Regions from separate parts of the Gossypium hirsutum genome. Here regions 1 and 3 are each linked to region 2. The links are chromatin contacts, called in public Hi-C maps. All regions are on one chromosome and are shown on one strand. Each heading gives the region's core, a stretch centred on a gene start, on an enhancer-like site or on the middle of the called end of the contact. The rest is flanking DNA. Distances are from core to core; before and after follow the strand shown.

Region 1 (3,703 bases), core at 386-2,885, 490 kb before region 2:
TGCATGGTGGAGGTTTTTAGTGTCCCTTTCTCTACTAAAACACTCTTTATTCTTTGGTCCTCTTTGTCAGAGTCCCTATCCAGCCCTTCCCCATCAAGTTGATTCCATTTACCTTACTTCCCATGTGGCACACAGTGGCCTTGCTGGACCGCTTCCACTTGATGAGCTGGGACAGTTGACCAATCCACTTTCGCCACTTAAGCGAGGCACGCGGTTTCGCATGCTCTATCACAGTCTTACTGGTCAGATTTGGCTCCTTGGTGATCGCCTTTGTCAAGGTGGGGTTCCAGTACTTGCTGCAATGCTCAATTGAGCCCTTGGAAACTTTGCCATTTTCCCATGAACCAACACCATTCTCTTCAAACTTGATCGAGATAAAGGAGTCTGTAAAAGTAAAAATTTGAGACACAAAGATATAGAGTCGGACACAAATCTATGTATGAGAGAACCAAGTCGGAGTAATATAGTTACATAGGTATATGGTAAGGTAAAGTAATAAGTATTCTAGTGCATCCCCAAATTTGTGCAACCAGTTAGCTACATGAATTAGTAAGTGAAAACTAAAGCAATATATAAGGGCAGCCATCTTTACCGAAAGTTCAAATGCTGAGGACATGATTGGCAAGAATTGACATGAATGGGGTCCCTCGGTGGATTCAAATTCAGATGAATTTGTATGATCTTTGATGTCTTTATTATTTTTGTTATTACTAGGTAGCTGAATGATTTGCATGATTCCAACAAAGAAATGGTAAAATGTTGATTTGATTTGATTACATCTGGAATCATACAGGTAAGTTCACAAAGTTTTCTGTTTGCATTACCTACCAAGCTTTCTGTAGATTTTGCAGATACAGATAAGAAACAAAAGCCAATTTGCATAGAATTGTGTGAAGAACTGAAATCCCTAGAAAATCATAGTATTTTCAAAGATATTATTCTTGAATTAATATAATGCTTTTTTATTTAATAATATTCGCATGGAAAAGAAACTCACATATTATCATATATGCATGCATGTGATGCATCTCTTTTTTTCCCCTCATGTCATTTTCTGATTTATTCTTTTCCCTTATGTTGATAGAAATTCAAGTAAAAAAAAAATTACTTCTGCATGAACAATAAAAGGGGGAAGAAATTAGAAAGGTACAATAATAAAAATACCTTCTTGACTGGTTGAAACATCAAGAACATCATCATCAGAATTTCCAGGTTTCCAATGCTTGAACTCAAGACGATTGAGCAATGAGCCTAAAGCAAAGATCTTAGGGAGCTTGTTGATGGGTGGTTTCTTTAGTGAAAAACCTTGAATAAATCCATGGCCGCCTCTGGTAGAAGATGAGGATGAAGAAGAAGAGTGTCGGGGTTGCTTTGAAGCTAGGAGAAGAAGCCTATCATTTAAGCACAAAGGGCAAACCCCGATAACCTGTTGTTTAGGATGGAAATAGCAGCTGTAACTGTCATCCTTATACCCATTCATGATCAAATGGCGTCGTCAGTGGTAAGTAATTTGAAGAAGGGAGAGCAAAGAGAGGAAGTAAACTGTTTTAAGATAGTGGTATCTATCTATTAGCTTATATTGCGGAGAGTGTGTGTCGATGAATCGGGTCGGGTGAAGTCTGTTTTATTATAGATATATAAGATAATGTAATTTTTGGCACTCAACTTTTAATTCCATTCATTTTGGTACTTTAATTTTATTCTGTTTCGGTGTGTTGCTATTTTTACATGGAAATTAGTAAATGCATAACCATAACCGTGTTTACTATTTGGGGCAACCTTGGTCAAGTAAAAATATCAATTTGGTCCAAATAAAATGCAAGTAGCAGTATTAGTTAAGTGACCAAGTTCTCCAACCTTAAATCATATTAATAAGTGGCCAAAGCTAGAGTTGCACATCCAAATCATGATCTCTTGCTAATGGACAATGCCAAATACTAAGATCCTCTACTGGCAAGGAAACATAAAGTAATTTGAGCATCCAAGCATTTATACTTAATTATTCGATATTAATGAGGCTATTCCTGATGAAAGCAAGGACATGGCTGCAATTCACATCATTAAGTTTTCTTTCAAACTCTAAATAACTATACATAATTTCAACATACATGGGATAATTGTAGATGTGTGGCCTCCATTTTATGACACGTTTACTTTTTTCTTTTTCTTTTGAGGATGTTGTGTGGGTGAAGGGTAGAGAAAAAAGAGAAGAAATGAAAGAAAATTTTAATTTTAAAATTTTAGTCTCTTTTTAATTTTAAAAATTAAGAGATAAATCTTAAAATTATATATGAACTTTGATTTAATGTGCAATTGTATATATGAACTTTAGTTTGATGTAATTATACAGTGAAACTCTAATTGTGATTTAAAGGTATATTTGAAACTTTAATTTTGATTAAATTATACACATTTAAAGAAATAAATATATTAATATATTTTTATATTAAATAAATATAATTAGTTATGCATGTGGTATATAAACATAAATTGATGTTATATCCATAATTGTGCTAATAATTTATAAGAATTGGATCAAATTAAAATTTTATGTATAAAATTGCACAAAATCAAAATTCAAAAATACAATTACACATTGTAGAAATTTGATATTTATCTCTTAATTTTATCATAACCATTTAGTCACCAAAAATGTTAGGTTAGTAATTATTTAATATAATTAAAATAAAAATTTTGCAGAATTAATGATTTTAATACTGCATAGTGGGTATTAAATAAAAGTGGAAAAGTTGGAAACGAAGGCCGATTTACCTAAACCATATACAACATGATCAACTCTCTTAGGCATTGGATTCTCAAAAATGAAAATGTTATGCTTATTTCAAATGCTAGATTTGAACACAACACCAAATAAAATGAAGCTTCTACTTTGCTTAGGACTGATTCACACACCATCAACTCTCACAACCCAAATTAAACTTCACCATCTCTCTGTCTGTCTAGTTTTAAATCTCAAGGTTTAGAAAATAATAAAAACATGCCCTTTGCCAGAATTACGATTAATCCGTGCATGATAACTTTCTATCCAAAAATTTAATTCATCAAAAGTAAGCCCAAAAAACGTAAGTAAGCCCAAAAATTTGATAACTTTCTATCCAAGTAAGCCCAAAATCAATATAAAAAAACGTAATCTAATCAGGTGTGAAATTGATTTACTGAGCATTCAGAGAATCCATAATAAGAAGAATGAAAAGAAGATGAACCGAGAGAACAAAGCATTTTTATATATATATATATATATTTAGATTTTGAGAGATTTGAGAAAAAAAAGTAAATAATGAAACTTCATCATTGGTAAAGAATATGGGTGAAAGTAAAATAAGAAAAAGAAAATGATGGATGAATACAAAGAAAGGATAAGAATAGATTAAAAAAACACAATCTGGAGAATGGAGAAAAAGAGAGTTGAAACGTTGAGACAAAGAATAAAGAAGAAGATTCTTTTTAAGAAATAAAAATTGATAGTTTTAAATCATGTTGGAAGTTTGAAATTTAAATGAATTGATTGATAAACACACCGGAAACAAAGAAAAAAAAAACAAAGAGAGGCATTTTTAAGATAAAAAAAAAGGAATGACATTTTAATTTTATTCAAAAAAAATATTTTATATTAGAGAATTTTTTGATTTAGTGATCCAGTGATTTCACCAATTCAATCACTAGTGAGCATTTACTTCACTTT
Region 2 (4,188 bases), core at 1,582-4,081:
CTCAACTTGAACTTGAAAAAATGAATTACTTATTCGAGTTGACTCGAATAACTCAAATAACTCAATTCAATTAACTCAAAATTTGAAAAAAAAATGATTTTGTCAAGTTGAATCGAGTTTTGCTCACCCCTAACTAAGTGCTTGTCTGATAACCTTGTTATAAGCGTGTTACCCTCATAAGATATCACTAATTTCTTTGGGATAAAATTTATTCTCCCAATATGGACTTATTTTATCTCATAGTTCCATTACATCTTCCGATATGAAAAAGTTAATTACTAATATATAGTAATTAAATCATTTGTCTTATGACAAATGACCCATGACCACATTCCTTTTTCATCAATATGTAATATCAATGAGAGAATATCATTTACCCTTTACTGGGCTATGAATTTCACTGTTGTGGAATGATGCTACATCATGCAGAAGTCATATACCTAACTTACCAGGTTTCAGTTATTTATATATTTGAACTTGAACTTACATTTATATCAAAGTATACGAGTCACACATACATGATTCATCATCCACTTAGGAATAAGGTATGTCATACTATAAACATCACAAGTGAATAAATTCATAAACGGATTTAGGATAAATTCAACTTGGGTCCTGTCTAATGTATTTTCAGTCGAGATAATAACATCTGTCTCTATCTTTTAAGAGTTATCCGCTCTGATACCTAAGATAAGACATCTCCCTAATCGGACTTAATAGACGACATAATAGTCTTTCAATCGATTTTCTCAGTTTCAATTAGGCTATGTATTGTTTAGATTATCTACTAATATAAGTTGTCTTCCACATTATGATTCAACTAATATTAGTTAAACATTAAATGAGTCAATATTTATTTACATTTTGCTTTGCATGCAAAAACCATTAAAGGCATATATACAAATGATATTAATGTATAATGGAATTTCATCTAAATTAATCTATTCAAAAAATTACAATTATAAATGGATGAATATACTACACTAAGGGCACCAAAACCCAACAATATGATCATATGTAATTAATAGTAAAAATTAGAAATTTTAAAGATAATTTAATTAATAGTGATGAAGTATAGATAAAATAAGTTAATTAAATTTTTTGTACTTACATTTTCATCTAATATTATGAATCCAATGCCAATGAATTCATTATTTTGTCGCACATTAACCGCATGTTATATTCTAATGATGCGAACCTTCAATTTCCAAATCTCGCCTACAGCTGCAAGTTAGGGAATGACGTTGTAGCTCTGCATCATATCCTTTGAAAAAAAATAAAAAAAAATATTAAAATAGTCATATGACTAATTAATTGATATGTCCATACATGACAACCAAACTCCAACATGACTTTTATTTATGATCATTGCAAAACATATCTTGATGGGAAACCATCTTCGTGAATGGTCATTTTATATAAGATGGACAAATTTGCATTTGAATAAAAAATTGTTAACCAATATGAGTCTGCTTCAATCAATGGTGAGCCCAATTTTGTTACAATCAACCTAGTGTCCAAGACTTTGGTTTATATTTATAAGAAGCATAATCGAAACACCAACTTTCAACTGAATTTTATGGTTGGGAATTCCGATGAATTTCAAAGAGTTTTAAGAATTTAGGAGGATATAATACAAATTGTTGTTCAAAATGAATATTATTAACCCTATCACCAACCTTATTTGACGGTGACAAAATAGTTCTATCCTTTATAGACGTCGAATTCTTGAAATTTCTTTCCAAATCGGGATAAGTGGATTCAACAATGTCACAAAATGAACCAGATCCATGTGGAATTATTTGTGACATATCATCCCCATCATGTTTGATAGATAGTAGGTAATCTACCATCACCAAATTAAACAGCCACTTATTGAAAGCAGAGATAGAAGAAGTTGTTGAATTCATATGAAATCGCATGTTTATGGTTAATTGGAAAAGGTCACAGTGATCCCATATTCTAGACTTGGTAATATAGAAGTTGAAATAATAACACTGCGCCTGCCCCAAGGAACATGTAATATTTGTCTGAAATCCCCTCCCAACAACATATTTACCCCATCAAATAGCTTATTTTCTGATGAATGATCATTGCATCGCAGAATATCCTACAACATGTACATCAGCCATTGGTGCTTCATCCCATTTAATCAGACTTGTCTTCCTTAGTAATCCAGCTAATGATGTACCTTACTTAACTTCGCAAGAAGAATTATTGCTTGATTTCAATGGGATCTTAAATGTTGAATGTGTTGTTCATCCACCATAATGCAACAATCTTACCCTCAGATCTTATTCGAGTAGTGACTGTCCTCCATAAATATGTTTTCCATGTGCCACCACTTGAATACAAAAAAGTGAAGCATCCAAAATTGTTATAAACAAAATTGATAACTGCATCGTATACGATCTTTGATCGACATTAAGACCATTACATAGTTCACTGTGTTTGTACTACCAACTCGTCCCTATCATAATTAATGAATTAACTTCATCATGATGTAGATTAGAGTTGTTATAATTAGTTAACTGTTGGTATTTGTTTCAAGACATGGGTGATTATGAACCTTGAAAACAAGAATATAGTAAATCAACTAAAATACTTAACAAAAAGTTACTCCACTCTACCAAACGTGGAGTTCAATTCTCATACTACTATTTATGCTCTTGAGTTTGTATCTTCGATTAAAAAATTACGGAAATGTTGTTCAATACGGGTGAGTTTCATTTGAGTGAGAACAAAATTTACCTTAAATTGAGATCGCACTGTAGGCCCAGTGCAATGGAGTTTCCGTAAATGATCCAACGAGTTTAAGCCCAAACCAGAATCCACCTCAATACTTCAGTAACAAATAAACCTATTCCAAGCTCATCGCTGATTTCTATATTGTTTGCTTTTATCTCCTGAACTTCAGTCTTCAGCTTCGACACAGAAACAATGGGTTATTCCAAGGATCAGCTGCTTGCTCGTTTAAAGGTTTCCTCTTTTTGATTTCTGGATAGCTTTTAGTTCTAATCTTTGTACAGTTAGTATCTAATTCGCAATATCCATTCAGTTTTTGGGAAATGATTCATTATTTAAACTACAATTGGGATTTGGGTTTTCATTATTTTTATTTAAATTCATTTATTTTCAGGGTAAGAATGGAGCAAATAAATTGCAAAACACAAATTAGGCTGTTACAATATGGTTTTCTCTGCTAAAATTATGAACTTTTATAGATATTTACACTATGAATTGGTGGAAATATTGTGAATTGTAACCAGTGGCCGATCTTGCCATTTGATTTTGGGGGCCAATTAGGAAACGAAGTATGTAGTTTGACCAATAGCTTAAAGCTGTGATCTTAAAGATGAAAATAGAAGAACACAAGGTGACAGATAACAATTTAAATTTATAATGCACAAAATTAAATTATAAACAAAATAAATAAATATAAATATATACAATTTAAATTTTTTTTGGGGGGGGGGGTTGGGGGTGGGGTAACAAGTTAATTTAGTTTAGCGCACACACTCACTCAAGGTGTTTCCAAAATGGCCCGTGACTCCCATGGCAATTCACCATTGATTGCAATCCTTCTAATTATATAGTTTTGATTCAGCACTATTTCTCTGTTTGTATCTGGTTATGATTGAATTCAAGAATTTATGGCCTTGCTTCAGTTTATGGTTGCTTTTCTTCTTTTGCATCTCTAGTGACTGGTATGTGCATTGGATTTTTTTCAGGAGCTTCAAATTGATTTTTCCCAGTATGAACATCCTGTTGTTTTGACTGTCGAAGCTCAGGTAAAAGAAGAGTGCTAAACTTAGCCGATGAGTCCCTTTTGAGTAAACAAACTCATGCATTTCATGGATTCTAAAATTTTTCTTCTCATCAGGCAAAATATGTTGGGAATGTGGGAGGTGCACTGAGTAAAAATCTGTTCTTGAAGGTATACACCGAATGAAAATTGGCATTGTTTCTGAGGATTATTCGAAACTTTCTGAGTGATTGCAAATGTTTATCCATGCAGGACAAAAAACATAGGTACTATGTTGTGTCTGCCCTTGCAGATACGAAAGTAGATATGAAAGGAACATACTTTCTTTCCTGCTTTATTTTTTGTATAATGCATGGAAATAGTTTATTGGTCTCATATGTTGGTCTCAATATGGAAATTTTGAAGTAACTTTGAGAGGTTAA
Region 3 (3,814 bases), core at 172-2,671, 260 kb before region 2:
TAACTTAAAAAACTCAAAAACATTAAATATTATTTTCTGAATTTTTTTAAAAATTATAAACATATTCATCTCTTTTATTCTTCATCTAAGAACTCCGATGATGGAAAATTCAAGAACTTGTTAAAAAACTCATCCAAACCCTACTTTCAACAAGCTTATTTTTCTTTTTTAAATCTTGATTTCAATACTTTTCTCACCCAAATTCAAAACCTACGCATTTTTTTCTTAAAAATAACTTTCTTCGTTCTTTTCTATATAGTTTGCATCTTAATTTTGAGTGATCCTCTATTATTAAAAAAAGAAAAAACTTGATAAAACATGAAATCCAAAACCTGGACAAGGTAAGTAGGAAAAAGACAAAAGAGCAAGGGAATTGCAAAAACCGTTATCTAACAGTTAAAAAAAATGCATTAAAAGATAATAAAGAATCGTGAGGAGGGAAAGGGGATAAAAAAACATAGAAAAGTTTTAATTTAATTAAGTTTTATTCAATTAATTTTAATATAAAAGTATCACATGTCATGAAATGATTAGTTAAAAATTTTTTAACAGTTGGATTAATTTGAGTAATAGAGTATAATTTAGATATCACTTTAAACAATGAAATACAATTTAGATACTATTTGAGACAAAAAAAAATTAGAAAAAATATAATTTAAATACCACTTTGCAATTTAAACCTATATTTCAATGAATAACAAATACTTTAAAAAATAAATATATAACAAATTCTCGTTTAAAAAAAATAGTAATTATCTTTTTAAATTTCCAATGAATTATCTCTAAAATGGAAAATTCCTTTTGATGGATTGTTATTTGAATTATCTCTAAAATGGGAAATTTCTTTTTTTTGGATTGATATTTAAAAGGAAATATGAAACAAATAATAGAAAAGGAATAAATAAATACCTATAAGAGATACGAATAGAGCATAAAAAGTCATAATTTTTCAGATTATGGTATAAAAGAGACATGTGTAGGTAAGTTTTTCGGATTTTATTCAAAATAAATTAAATTAAATTAATTGGGTTATTCAAAGGAATATTTTGTCTAAAAAAAAGGGAGTAATTTAATTTTCTTCTCATTTAAAAATAAAATATAGAGTTTCATATTTGTTTACTTCTCCTTTAGAAAATAAAATGAAAAGTAAAAGGATATTCATTAATAGTTTTTAAGGGGGAGGACTGTTATATCTATAAACTTAATTTGCATTAAAGGAGATACATCTTTACTTACTTCACACCTAATTTCATTTTTAATTTATTTAAGTAAAATTACGTGCAAAAGAGTTCATTTGTGATGTTTATAGTAATAATAAATTTAATTGACAAATGGTTTTTGATACGAGGTTTGATCAAAGTGAGACCAGTTGTATGATTAGACAATATATGGATGTAAGAAACTCTAGTCAACGTCACAAGTCAAAAGAAAAGTATATTCATCGAATGGCTGCTCTTATCCCATTTTCTTATGAAGACTAGTACCCTCATTTCAAAATCATAAACGAAATTTCCATGGCAATATATAACGTTAAACTTCAATCCAGGCAAAGAGAGAGAGAGAGAATCACATGGAAGAAGGCCTTTCTCCACCGTTACAACCTCTCTCTCAGTTTCTTTAGCTTTCTTTTTTAAACTCCCTCTATTTATATAAACCTTTCAATAATATAAGAGCAAAATTTCTGTGCTGGGTTTCGAATTTGGTGATCTGGGTTTTTGTTCTTTCTGTGCTAGAGACAGAGAGAGAGAGACAGAGGGGGAGAGAGAGAGGGGTGGGGGAGAGTGATGGAAGAAGGGAGATTCCTCCAGTGGGGTGTTTTCAGATCTCTTCTAGCGATTCTCCAATGGTGGGGTTTCAATGTTACTGTTATAATCATGAACAAATGGATCTTTCAGGTTTGTTTCTAACTTCATTTATTGATTTTGACATTGGGTTTTAGCTGAATTCTCTTATTCTTTAATCTAATTATTTCATTAGTACAGATTTCTGTTTAGTTGTGTTGCTAAGCTCAATAATTTGCTAAATAATACGTTTTATAAAAGTTTTAAAATTTGAACAGGCTTCCAGGGTTAAATGTTATAATTTAATTTGTGAATTAAATAATATCAACAATCCATCTCTATCATTTCTTTCAATTATTTATGAACTTAGATGATGCATCTTAGAAGAAAGATTCATGAGTCATGACTAGTCTACCAGTTTGTTCATGTTAGAGGAATTTGGATTCAGTTTTGAGTTCTGTCTAGGTGCATTATAGCAGATCTAGGAATACAAACATACATACATATATATGTATGGTTCCTCATATATTGGTATTATAATGTTTATTTCGTTTATGTAGTGTGGATTGAACATTAACCTTCAATTTGTGTCTTGACAATTACACTTTGATTGAGTTGGTTGATTATTTTTTGTACTTTAGTCGAAGGTCTGAGGACATGGCTTTTTTTTTCCCCTCTTTCACAGAAATTGGATTTCAAGTTTCCCCTTTCAGTATCATGCGTTCACTTCATATGCTCGTCGATCGGAGCATATCTGGTAATCAAAGTGCTAAAGCTCAAACCTCTAATAGCGGTTGATCCTGAAGATCGCTGGAAACGGATATTTCCTATGTCTTTCGTGTTCTGTATCAACATAGTGTTGGGAAATGTTAGCTTACGCTATATCCCGGTTTCTTTCATGCAGACTATCAAATCATTCACTCCAGCAACCACCGGTGAGATTTATAGATTATACACTTTTGGGCACCTTACCTTGTTACAACTGACTGCATATCATCACCATATCTGATCTTTGTACATTTTACCAGTTTTTCTGCAGTGGCTAGTTTGGAGAAAGTACTTTGACAGGCGAATTTGGGCCTCTTTGGTTCCTATTGTCGGAGGAATTCTGCTAACATCTGTTACAGAACTTAGTTTTAACATGTTTGGGTTTTGTGCTGCCTTATTTGGATGTTTAGCTACTTCTACAAAGACTATCCTTGCTGAATCTCTACTGCACGGATACAAGTTCGACAGGTAATTATGTTATTCTCGTGATTGTTTTTTGTCCTTTTGATCATCTTTGATAGTTTCAAAAAGGTTATATTAAGAAAAACTAGGTTGAAGTTAAGGACAGATTCAATGTATAGAGGCTTGGAAATTCTTATAATGTTAACACATAAATTTAGATAATTCTGCATTTAACTGAGTGTTGTTTCAATATAATTTTATGATACTTCTCGGTCATCCTTTGGTCCACTGTTTGCATTTCACACAACCATGCCTATTTTCTCATTTTGTTATGCTATTTTGGCTAACTAATAGAATGACTGGCATTACTTTGGCCGTCATAACATCTGATAGCCTGGATTTTCACTTATGGATGACACAACCCTTTGTCTCCCTTGATTGCAGTATAAACCCTTTGTATCTTTAAGAATCATAGCTACTCTTGTCTTATTTACTGCTGGAGAAGGTTTCGGTCGAATATATTAACTCATGTTTTCTGGCCTTGGTTTTTTGTTTACTCTTGTAGCATAAACACGGTTTACTACATGGCACCTTTTGCAACCATGATCTTGGCAGTCCCAGCACTGTTACTCGAAGGAAATGGGGTAACGGATTGGTTTCATGCTCACCCTGCCCCGTGGGCAGCCCTCATCATTATTTTCAGCTCAGGAGTGCTGGCTTTCTGTCTTAACTTCTCCATTTTTTATGTGATTCACTCAACTACTGCTGTCACGTTTAACGTCGCCGGAAACCTCAAGGTGAGATTTGTAGAGTGAAAATAGATCCATCTTGCGTTCTGGTTCTGTTATATTACTCATTACTCT

What was found. A called contact is a pair of places that touch in the nucleus more often than the background predicts.
Region 1: a Hi-C map of leaf shows a contact between it and region 2, with 2.0 times the contacts expected there. The contact joins the promoter of LOC107933876 here to the promoter of LOC107951451 in region 2. A contact is called at or near these places in 3 of 34 Hi-C or Micro-C datasets (all in leaf).
Region 3: a contact with region 2 is called in a Hi-C map of leaf, with 2.7 times the contacts expected there. The contact joins the promoter of LOC107951478 here to the promoter of LOC107951451 in region 2. A contact is called at or near these places in 5 of 34 Hi-C or Micro-C datasets (hypocotyl and leaf).

Annotation. Positions count from the first base shown.
Region 1 is chrA02:14,617,563-14,621,265 of Gossypium_hirsutum_v2.1, forward strand. LOC107933876 reads right to left here and starts at 1,636. Exons shown (of 2, transcript XM_016866185.2): 1 at 1,165-1,636; 2 at 1-384. The coding sequence starts at 1,480. The coding sequence ends at 47.
Region 2 is chrA02:15,108,467-15,112,654 of Gossypium_hirsutum_v2.1, forward strand. It overlaps LOC107951451 (prolyl-tRNA synthetase associated domain-containing protein 1), which reads left to right and starts at 2,832. Exons shown (of 12, transcript XM_016886515.2): 1 at 2,832-2,979; 2 at 3,732-3,791; 3 at 3,884-3,937; 4 at 4,019-4,032. The coding sequence starts at 2,941.
Region 3 is chrA02:14,850,438-14,854,251 of Gossypium_hirsutum_v2.1, forward strand. It overlaps LOC107951478 (UDP-galactose transporter 1), which reads left to right and starts at 1,422. Exons shown (of 5, transcript XM_041085197.1): 1 at 1,422-1,895; 2 at 2,467-2,716; 3 at 2,810-3,017; 4 at 3,517-3,748. The coding sequence starts at 1,785.